Linked DNA regions of Gossypium hirsutum: region 1 is linked to region 2. A link is a contact called in public Hi-C data. All regions are on one chromosome and are shown on one strand. Each heading gives the region's core, a stretch centred on a gene start, on an enhancer-like site or on the middle of the called end of the contact. The rest is flanking DNA. Distances are from core to core; before and after follow the strand shown. Region 1 has its middle 10 kb from the start of LOC107961677. Region 2 holds the start of LOC107961678 (protein WVD2-like 6).

The links. A called contact is a pair of places that touch in the nucleus more often than the background predicts.
Region 1: a Hi-C map of leaf shows a contact between it and region 2, with 2.7 times the contacts expected there. The contact joins the enhancer-like site here to the promoter of LOC107961678 in region 2. A contact is called at or near these places in 15 of 34 Hi-C or Micro-C datasets (anther, callus, fibers and 3 more).

The regions. Positions count from the first base shown.
Region 1 is chrA06:37,622,541-37,627,753 of Gossypium_hirsutum_v2.1, forward strand. No RefSeq gene overlaps it. Among protein-coding and RNA genes, the nearest start is that of LOC107961677, 10 kb to the right of the region's middle. Within about 2 kb of position 2,966, at least 8 of the 9 cell types and tissues checked have an H3K27ac peak or open chromatin away from gene starts, as enhancers often do. A contact at or near this core is called in fibers, hypocotyl and leaf, where this site is marked.
Region 2 is chrA06:37,581,909-37,587,587 of Gossypium_hirsutum_v2.1, forward strand. LOC107961678 (protein WVD2-like 6) reads right to left here and starts at 1,367. Exons shown (of 9, transcript XM_016897756.2): 1 at 979-1,367; 2 at 1-58. The coding sequence starts at 55.

The sequences.
Region 1 (5,213 bases), core at 1,716-4,215, 42 kb after region 2:
TATATAAAAAATCTAACTATTTGTGGACTGTGAAATTTCCAAGGGATTTTCCACGCTTCCTCCTTTAGCTTCAATGAATTTTCCCGTATTTTCCTATATGTACTCTTGGTGGAAAATAAGCCTGTCATTGTTCCCCCTAAAATAATCCTATCCATTCCTGCTGATAGGTGCTATGGAGGTATCCTAATAATCTTATAGATGATCGTCTCTAGCAACCAAAGCTGAAATAAATCAAGGTTCCAAGTACCATCATCTAAGACCATATCACCTAGCGACCAATCCAGGTCAAGGTTTGAATGTCCAGGAATCAAATTAACAAGGGGCCCCACATTAGGAATCCGTTGGTTACGCCAGCATTTGACATTTCTCTCATCTCCCACAAACTAGAGAAAATTCTCTCGAATGAGTGGCCAAACCTTTATGAGGGCTTTCCAAAAAAAAAGAGCATTTACTCCGTGATAAATTTCTAGAATTTCATTAGGAATCTTATATTTCGCACGAAAAACTTAGACCCAAAGGGCTTTGGATTCAGCCACAAGTTTAAAACCCAAATTTATCATGAAGAAAGTATTGTGATCCTACAGCTTTCAAAAACCAAGCTCGCTTCGCTCCCAAGGCTGATAGACATTTTCCCAACCTACTAAAGCTACTTTACAACTGTTACTCGAAGAGCCCTAAACAAACTGACAGACCATGCACTCAATCTCCCCACAAAGACCTTTGGAGGTTATTATCGACTGCATTAAATAGCTAGGGATCACCATTAAAACTGATTGAGCAAGAGTAACTCTAATAGCTAAAGAAATGGCCTTGCTTCCCAACTTTGTAATTTTTTTTGAACCTTTTCCATAGCAAAACGCAAAGTACTATTTATGACTCTGCCGTGGAACAAGAGAACCTCTAAATAACCACCAAGGTTCTGAACTCTACAAAAACCAATGATACGACATAAACTACTCCTAAAGCATCACTAACACCTTTAGAGAAGCATACGTTTATTTTATTAGCATTAATCTTGTGCCTAGAAAAAATCACAAAAGTTATCCAACACCTCTTTCAAAACGGTTGCTTGATCCTCTTCAGTTTAACCGAAAAAAATCAAGTCATCTGCAAAGAAAATGTGAAACAAATGAGAGCCTGATCAGGAAATTCTGATAGGCCTCCATTTTCCAAAAAATGCTAGACTGAATATTGTGGCCGAGCCACTACATGCACAAAATAAAGAGATAAGGGGAAAGCGGAAAACCTTGTCATACACCCCTAGATGGACAAAATTTTGAGTTTGTGTTCCATTCCACAAAATATGCATAGTAGATTTAGTGATAGCAGACATAATTACATTACAGAGAAAGTTCAGAATAGCTGCAGCATGAAGAGAAGCTCTAATAAACCCCCATCGCATTCGATCATAAGCTTTCTCAAGGTCAATCTTTATAACCTTCCAATTACTAGTGTTCTTCTTAATTCTCATGGAGTGAAACACCTCCTGAGCAATGATGATATTATCTGTGGTGCTCTTTCCCGCAATAAACCTCGTCTGCTTTTAACCAAAAATACTTGGGAAAACCAGCTTAAATCGATTAACGATGATTTTCATTGCCAACTTAAAAAGACTGAATACAAACTAATCGGCCAAAACTGTGAAAAACACTGAAGGTTGAGAATCTTTAGAATAAGGATGATTAGAGAATTATTGAGTTTCGGATCAATCCTCTCTCTAGCAAAGATTTTCTTGACCCATGAACAGACCGATTCTCTAGGACAATCCCACTGACTCTGAAAGAAAAGGGTATGAGATCTGCCACTCACCGAAGCCTTTAAGGGCCCATATCAAACGTGACAGACTTTATCTCATTAGAAATCGATTTGCTCAAAAAGTTAATCCCATTATCATCAAGTTTCAGAAAAGAACTTGTAGGAAGACCCCTCGACATTGCTTGTCTCTCCATACAAATTTTTGAAAAAACAAATCACCTCATGATGTAGTTCTTCCTCATAAAAAATCCAGACTCCCATATTATTTTTTAAAACCGTTATCTTGTTCTGATTCTTTCTTTTAAGGGTATGTATCTAGAATAATTTTGCATCTCAGTCCCCTAAAGAAAACCAATCATACATTGTATTTTGTTTCCAAATGAGCTCCTCATAGTGCAGGACATATTCCAATTCCTCCTTAACCGCCCACTCCCTTTGACATAATGGTTCAGAATGTGAATAATGCATTTCTCTTTGAATATTTTCCAGAGTTTGAATCAATCTTTTTTTCAGGAAACCAATGTGACCAAACACCTTCTTATTCCAATCGTTTAAAAGACTCATAAAATTAGATATCAAGGTGGACATAAGCCCAGTGAAAGTCTAAATGTTTTTAATAAATTTACGCAAATTAACATGCTCAACCCATCCTGCTAAAAAGTGAAACAGCCTACCTAAAGGAGAATGAAGACGAGGTCGTAAAGAAATAAGAAGAAGCTTTTGATCAGATTTAAGCCTTGGAAGATGAGTTACTGAGCAATTCAGGAAAGATGCCAGTCAAGCGTCATTTCCAATAGCTCTATCAAGATGCTCAAAAACACCACTTCTAAACCAAGTAAAGGGTGCACCCTTGAAACCCAAGTCATAAATCTTGAAAGACTCCATAAATTCCCCAAAAAGAGTACATCTTTTACCACTAACTCGCCCACATTTCTTTTCAATAGAGGCTAAAAGAGTATTGAAGTCTCCCACTGCCATCCAAAGAGAGTTGTAGTTTAGAATAGAATCCTTCAGAACACTCCATAGTCTCATTGGTTTTTGACTATTAGAGTTACTATAAACAAAGACAACAAAGTATTAGGCGCTGTATTGTATTGTAAAAAACCTTAGTTACTACAAATTGAGGGTGACTCTAGTATGCTAGCCCATTTGGTAATGCAGGCCTATGCTACCCAACTGAAGAGATGACGTGACCTGGCCCAATTTGCATGGCAAAGCTCTACTGTCCAACTAAAGGAATAGTTGAAATCAGCCTAAAGACTTCTAAGTCTATTTTCTCCCCTAGGCCCATCATTTTTAACCTATATTCTAGCTATTTCTCGACCCCACACAAAAACTCTAGTCCCTCTAGACGTAACTGCTCCAACGTGCTAAAGTAGTTAGTACAATCAGAATTTTCTCCACTTCCATTTTTAGACCTAGAAATTTTATCCTACATTTTTACCTTCAAAAAATATCCTTTTCTGAACTTCACCCTATAAAAATCATTCACCTCTATGCCAATCTTAGGTAGATTTAATCCAAGAGAAATCATAGTGCCATTTTGGTCGGATTTACAAAGTTATTCTGATTAGCCCTAAGATTCCGCCGTGGTCTCCTCTCAATAAGCATCCAAGGGTTAAAAAGCTCTGACGCCTCCACCACTTTTTCTAACTCCAGTGAGGATTCATCTATCTTCTCATTTTCCATCCCAAATTTCATTTGAAACTAAATTACCTGGGCAAGCTTCCTCATGTGGCCAAAACGTTCGCAACCGAAACACACATGTGGGAGTGACTCAAACTCAACTCTCTGTACCATTTTGTTTACCATTATCTAATAGACCAACGATTTTTTAAGATCGACACATATGGCCATCCTGGCAAACTTTCCCTCAAACCTTTATCTATTTGAAAATCTAGGTTGGAAACGGTACTTATTAAGCCCCCAATTTCCTCTAAGATTTTTTCGCTTGTAGAGAAATCTCGATAGACCAGGTAGCTTAAACCACATCATCGTGCTACTGGGATCCTATTTTGTAATAAGGTATAGGAAATATTTCTACCTAGAAGTTTTACCACCATTTTGGATGCCATGTTCTCACCAAAATCTATTGAATCTTTTCAGAAAAAACTAATAACCGATATTCCATTTACAGAAGAATTCATTATGTCACCTTCTAAAAATTCAAACCCCTTTTCACCATCAGAATCATCAGTCCCTCTAGCTAAGACCTTATCTTTCTAAAAGACTCCCTGCACAGGGTGCGAATCTACAACCATATCGTTCTCCACATCAAAATTAAGACCTTTGATTTGAAATGAACCTTTTTAGTATTTCGGTCACCCACCAAACTATCATCTCCATCATCCTTCATCGTTGAAGTTCAAGGATGGAGGAATTCTAACGAAACGAAAAATCTCAGAATTATGAATGCCAAAAACCATGACTAATTTACCAATAAATGTCAAAAAAAAATTATGAGAATAGATAATTTTTGAAAAATGTTTTCAGCTGAAAGTCTTTTTCCCCAACGGTCCAAAAGAAAACGACTATTTAATTAGTCATTCCCCCACCCAAAAGGTCAATTTTTTTTACTATAACCCCCTATTTCATTTTTTTCCAATTTAATCTCAACTCTCTCACATTTTTAATTCTTTCTCAAATTCCTCTCAATTCCCACTTAAATTTACAATTTTTTTCTCTCAATTTTATTTATTTTATTTAAACTATCTTAACATTATCTCCAAATTCAATCTACTCGCTCCTCAATCATCCTTAATCGAACCGTACTTGAAAGGAGCTAGTTTTTCGCATGTGACCCTTGTAGGTAAGGAGTGTAAGTTGGACCTGACACTCGTAAGCACGTTGGTGGAAAGGTGGAGACTCGAAACACACATTTTTCATCATTCATGTGACAAGTAAACTATCACTCTGGAGGATGTGCAGTTACAGCTCAGGCTACCAATGGATGGGTTCGTAGTGACTAAGACTATTCATGTCGATTGGAAAGCTGTATGCGATGAACTTTTAGAGTTGGTTCCAGAGACAATTTTTAGAGGCTAGATAGAAATGACTTGGTTAAGAAGAAATTTTGATGAGCTTGGTGAGGATTCGACCGAAGTCGAAAAAGAACAACACGCTTGGGCTTACATCCTTATGATAATTAAGGGTATCTTAATGTCAGATAAGTCATGAAATCTCATCCATTTAAGGCGGCTACTGAAACTCGTCAACTTTAGAGAAGCGGCCGAACTCAGTTGGGGGTCTACCGTGTTGGCGACCTTGTACCGGGAGATGTGTCAAGAGACACAACCATGAAAAATTAAAATTGGTGGTTGCATGATATTATTGTAGTCATGGGCGCGGTATCAGTTGCCATTTTTACGTCCTAAAACAAACTACCATTACATGTTCCCACTCGTAACAAGGTAAAATTCATTAGATAATCTATTTACCATGATAAAAAAAATTAAAGT
Region 2 (5,679 bases), core at 117-2,616:
TTTGAAGGGCAACCTCAAGCCCCTCAACAGGCAAGACATCTTCAGAATCCATCATACTCTGTAAAACGAACAAAACAAACTAGTATAAGCGCAATTAGAAAACAATGAAAGGGAATTAACACTTTAACAAATTTAAATTCCTCAAACCTTCACAACAAGAATAAACTATATATACTAATTTCCAATGGCTATCAACGTTCATCTCTTACAACCTCAAAAAGAGATCAATTTTGGATTTCCAGAAATATTAATCACATCTATAATATTCATTGTTGCTTCAAGAAGCAGTAAATTAGATCTTATACTTGCACACCACAAATCAACAAAAATCTAGCAGTAAACATCAGAAGTAGCTCAGTAGAAAAAAGGCGGAACCAAATTAGTGAAAAAGTTAAGTAACAATAGAAGATTTAAGTAGAGCAAATCTGCAATTACAACAGAGATCTTCAACACCAACTAAACAGCTTAATGCATTTCTCTTCACATTGATCTACTCTTTCCTAAAATCAAACATGAAATCCTCACTCTTTCTCTGGAAACAAACAAACAATAAACACTAACCAACTTAGTGAAAAGAAAAAAGAAACGAGTTAGACTAGAAGTTTTAAGTAGAGCACATCTGCAACGAGAACAGAGATCTTCAACATCAACTAAACAGCTTAACGCATTTCTCTTCACATTGATCTACTATTACCTAAAATCAAACATGAAATTCTCACTCTTTCTCAGGAAACAAACAAACAATAAACACTAACCAAAGTAGTGAAAAAAACGAGTAATAGATTTTTAAGTAGAGCAAATCTGCAATGAGAACAGAGATCTTCAACATCAACTAAACAGCTTAATGCATTTCTCTTCACATTGATCTACTCTTACCTAAAATCAAACATGAAAATCTCACTCTTTCTCAGGAAACAGACAAGCAACAATTTATTTTCTGAAAAAAAAAAGCAGTTTTGAACTAATTTACTTCCTTACCTCGTAAAGCGTGCGACAAATCAAAACTTCATGAATCCGTGAATGAAGAGAATTTAAGTAAAGGAAAATCGAAAGGATCTGAAAGATAATAAATTAAACAGTGTAGATTAAAGCCTCTAGGGTACTCCAACAGTAAGGATCTTAAAAAAAATAAAATAAAATAAAATAATTTGGGAATATGATTTTTTTTTTGTTTTTTTTTTTTGGGTTCTATTTTTCTTTGAAGGCTGTAAGGTCTTTTATAGTAGCGGATTTCAAATCAATTTCCAAGGCCACACTCTTTCACAGAGAAAATGATTTGATGTACTGTCCCAATAAAATACGGTTACGAAAATACGGTTTTCTTAATTAAAATACAGTTTTTGTACCTTACTTTTTTTTTTTTCTTTTTACCGGAATTTCAGAGAGTTTACATATGGTTAATCAACTAACACTGATTTCATTCTATCTCATTCTCGCTACTAAAAACAAATTTTTTTACTTTCTTTTTTTAATTTTTCTAACTTTTTTCCTAACTTTTCTCGTTGGAGGTTTTATTTTGTTTAAAGTAAAGTGTAACTTAAAATACATTAACCATAATTTCACTTTAATTACCCTAAAATTAGACTAAATCACCCATCACTCATTTTAAATAAGGATGATATTTATTTTGGTTTTTTTTATAAACACATTATTAATCTTCTATTACCATTTAATGGTAGAGTAGCTAATTGTATAATAAAAACTTATCTTGAGAATGCTTTAGAGTTAGTCATATTTGACTTATCTATGAATAATGTTAAGAAGATGTTATTAGTTGATAAAATTGGGAATTCGTATGTATGGACTAATAGGCCTTAAGGCCACTGATGGTCTTCTTCTTCTATAAAAAAAAATTATCAAAAAAAATTTGTGAATAACTAAAATAGGAACAATCTATATTTAGAATGACTAGCGGTGTAATTTTTTCTTTTGTTTTTAATTCTCTTATTTTCATTTTTTTAACTAAGCAAAGTATTTTTCTACTATTAATAAAGCCTATGATCAAATAGGTGTCACGAGTTAATTGGACACCAACTTAATTAAGGAAATTATAAAAATATATTTTCGTAATTAAAATATATTATATTATTTGAGAGCTATTTAGTCCTTTTATTTTTTTAACAAATAAAAATAAAAATATACTTATGATGGGATTTAAACCCACATCAATTGATTTAGTAAAATTTTAAATTCACTATTCAACCAAAATTTCATTTTAATCAATAATATACATTTTTATTTTAATATGTACAATTTATTACATTCATGAGTTGTATATATCTTTACTTACTATTAATAAAACCTATAACTGAGTTGGTATCACAAGTTAATCTGGTACTAACTCAGGTATGAAAAGACTAATATACCTTTTTAGTGAATGACTGTTATTATTATTTTGATAATCTTTTTGTCTTTTCATACTTTTAGATATTTTTAAATAAAAGAACTAAAATTAACGTGTCTAGGAATTGAACCTATGTTTAATAGATTTATAAATAAATTCTTTATCACTATTTCATTAATAATTTTTTAGTAAACTTTTAAAAAATAAATTTTAACATAAAATGTTTGCTACGAAATTTGTGTATCTATACTATTAATTAAGTCTCTGACTAAGTTGGTATCGCGAATTATGTGGACAACAACTCGGTTAAAATAAATTATGGAAATGTTCTTCCGTAATTAAAATAAGTTATATTATTTCAAGGTACTTTAGTCTTTTTTTTAACAAAAACTAATAAAAATACGTTTATAATAGGATAAAACTTTAAATTTACCACTCAACTAAAATTTCATTTTCATGTGTTTTATACGTTTTTATTTTAATATGCACATTTTATTACCTTAAATTTACCATAAGTTTCATTATTTATTGAATATTATTTTAAACACACATTTGTGTTTTAAAATATGATTTACACATCCATATGAGTATAATAGGATTGCTAGTTATAAATAATGTTTGTTCTTCTCTCTCTTAAAGAAGTAACGATATCAATGCGTTGCTCTGTTATTAATAGATTACTCAGCTTTTACTAAAAGCTGTGATCCATTTTGCTTTTTTTGAAAGCCATGGTGGTATTATTTAGTTGTAACTTTAATGTCTATTTTTCTTAGTTGGTACTTTAGTTTCCGTTTTGGGGAATTTATGAAGGAGGTGAGGTCATTTGGAGATTGTTTCTATGCATCACCAATGTGGAAGGAATTTTTTTTGGGACCTCTAGCATTGTCACCAAAGTTTATTGGAATTAATTATCCACAATGATAAATTTAGGATACTGCTATCAACAGTTGATTAAAGTGGTGCATGTCTAATAGTTTTTTGGCACTACAAATATGGCAGTTATGACTGGTTATATATCTCCTCAACTGGTTTTTTTCGAGATGGGAAGAGAAGAGAATGCAACAATTTAATCAAAATCTTTTACCTTCCTATAGTGTTTTATTCTTGATGGGTGTATATGGCTAGAAACAAAAGATTGGTATGAATGACATTTCCAATTTGATTTTCTTTGATCTTGTGTCTTTTCTTGTTTGTAATTAACTTAAACTTCCTTTGCTAGTGTTGCCATTATGGTATGTTACACTCCTCTCAACTTATAAGTTCTGTTATGGTTTTGACTATTGATAGAATCACTATTTTATTTCACCAAAAAAACAAAATTTTGAAGCTGTGATAATTTTCTAAAAATAATATTAGGCTTTAATTAACATTCACCTGATAAATATTTACTTAAATTTAAGAATTTAATTCAATTTTATATTTGACCTAATTTGATTTAATGATAAAAAGTTAACAATTCAAATCTATTCAAACCAAACATATAATAACTCAATCTCAAGTGACAAGAATTAGAAACAATATGAATTCCTAAAGATTCGATTCGAAAAAACTCAATCCTTAAAACATATCTCGAATCCAAAACAAGACTAACATAAAATAACTCAAAACCCAAATTTGATCTAAACTTAAATTCATCTAAACTTAGATAAGTGTTAATCCAAATAGGGTTCATGCATGGCGAATTTAACTTTAAAATAAATATTGGAAAGAATTTACACTTGATATGTAGCATAAGAATACTCCAACCTAAAACATCAAAACTCCCAATGTCTCAATATTATCGGGACCTTCATTTATATCAAAGTTTTCAAAATTTAAAAAAAAATTGTTTGTTTGAGTAAATATATTAGAAAATTCTAAAATTTGTTAAGAATTTCAAAATATATGATTTTAATAGCTGGCCTAAAGAGTTAGTTATTTCAAAATTCCTTGTAAATTAAAAAAAGTTAAACTTTAAAATCATTTTTATTGAATTTTAATAAATATTTTTTTAAATTTTATTTTATTCATACTATTTATGTTTTTTTACATAATGTATCCATATTAAATTTTTTATATTGTTTATTAATATAATAATTTTTAATTTTAATTTTTTAATTTATAAAATTCCAATAACTAATTTTTTTTAAATCAATTATTTATTCAAACAATTCAATTGCAAATGTTAACATTTAAATTAATAATTCTAAAATATTAGCATTTTAAGAATCTAAAAAACAATAAATTTTTTCATCCAAACACTTGAATTTTATATGATAGTTTTAAAATTAATATTAAACATTATAGCAAAATCTTTTTGAATTTTCCCCAAAGAGAGGTAAAAATAATAAAATAAAAGTCATTAATACATTGATTTTTGGAAGAGATATCTTCACCTTGAATCAATTTGTTTTCCCTTTTTATTTTAAAATTAGTAAGATTCAATATCCTATTTAATTAAAAATTTACAAAATGTTAAAACTTAGAAATTTTTTAAGCATAAATTGTTTGTTGTTGCTTTTTAGTTAGATAAATTATTGATAAAAAGAAAAATAATTATGAATTATTGTATTTTATAAGCATAAAAAAACATTTAAAGAAATAGATTAAGCTTCAAATTATCTGACAAAATAAGATAAATTAATAAGAGGAGATCATGATAGTGTAGTAAAAAGACACCAAATCGTCTTGTCTCTAGCTCTCGTTTTTTTGGCCTTTGAGTGTAAGTTTTTCATGCCTAGTGTGCATGTTTAGTATTGCTTAGCCAAGTTATTTTTGTAAGTTTCATTTCCTTTGTTTTTGTTTCTGGTTTTAGTTTTGATGGAGGTAGAGTTTCGAAGACTAACGGTTCTAGACAAGAGGTGGAGTTTGTTCTAGCTCCAAATAAGGCTCAGGTAGATGAAACCAACAATGATCTTTGTATGGTGGGAAAGTTCTTAGGGGAGAAGGTCATTAACTTTGCTACCAGGGAGAGTACTCTTTTTTTCTCTTTGGAGACTGATTCAAGCAGCACATATTAAGCCTATTGGAGATAATGGGTCCTATATTATTCACTTTTTTCATCTAGTGGACTATGGTATTTAATAATTGTATTTTTTTGGTTCAACAATTGACCAAATAAGAGAATTCAAAAGACATTTATTTCCATTTTGTGGACTTTTGGGTTCAGGTGCATGACTTGTTGCCTGGATTTGCATCTGAAGCCTTAGTAAAGAGTCTTAATAATGTGATAAGGTCCTTTATAGATTATGATTTGTCAGGGTATAAGAATTGCATGAATAAAGAATTCGAGTTCGATTAGATATCTAAAAATCGCTTCTACGAAAGAAGAGAATCAAACGTTAATGAGATAAACA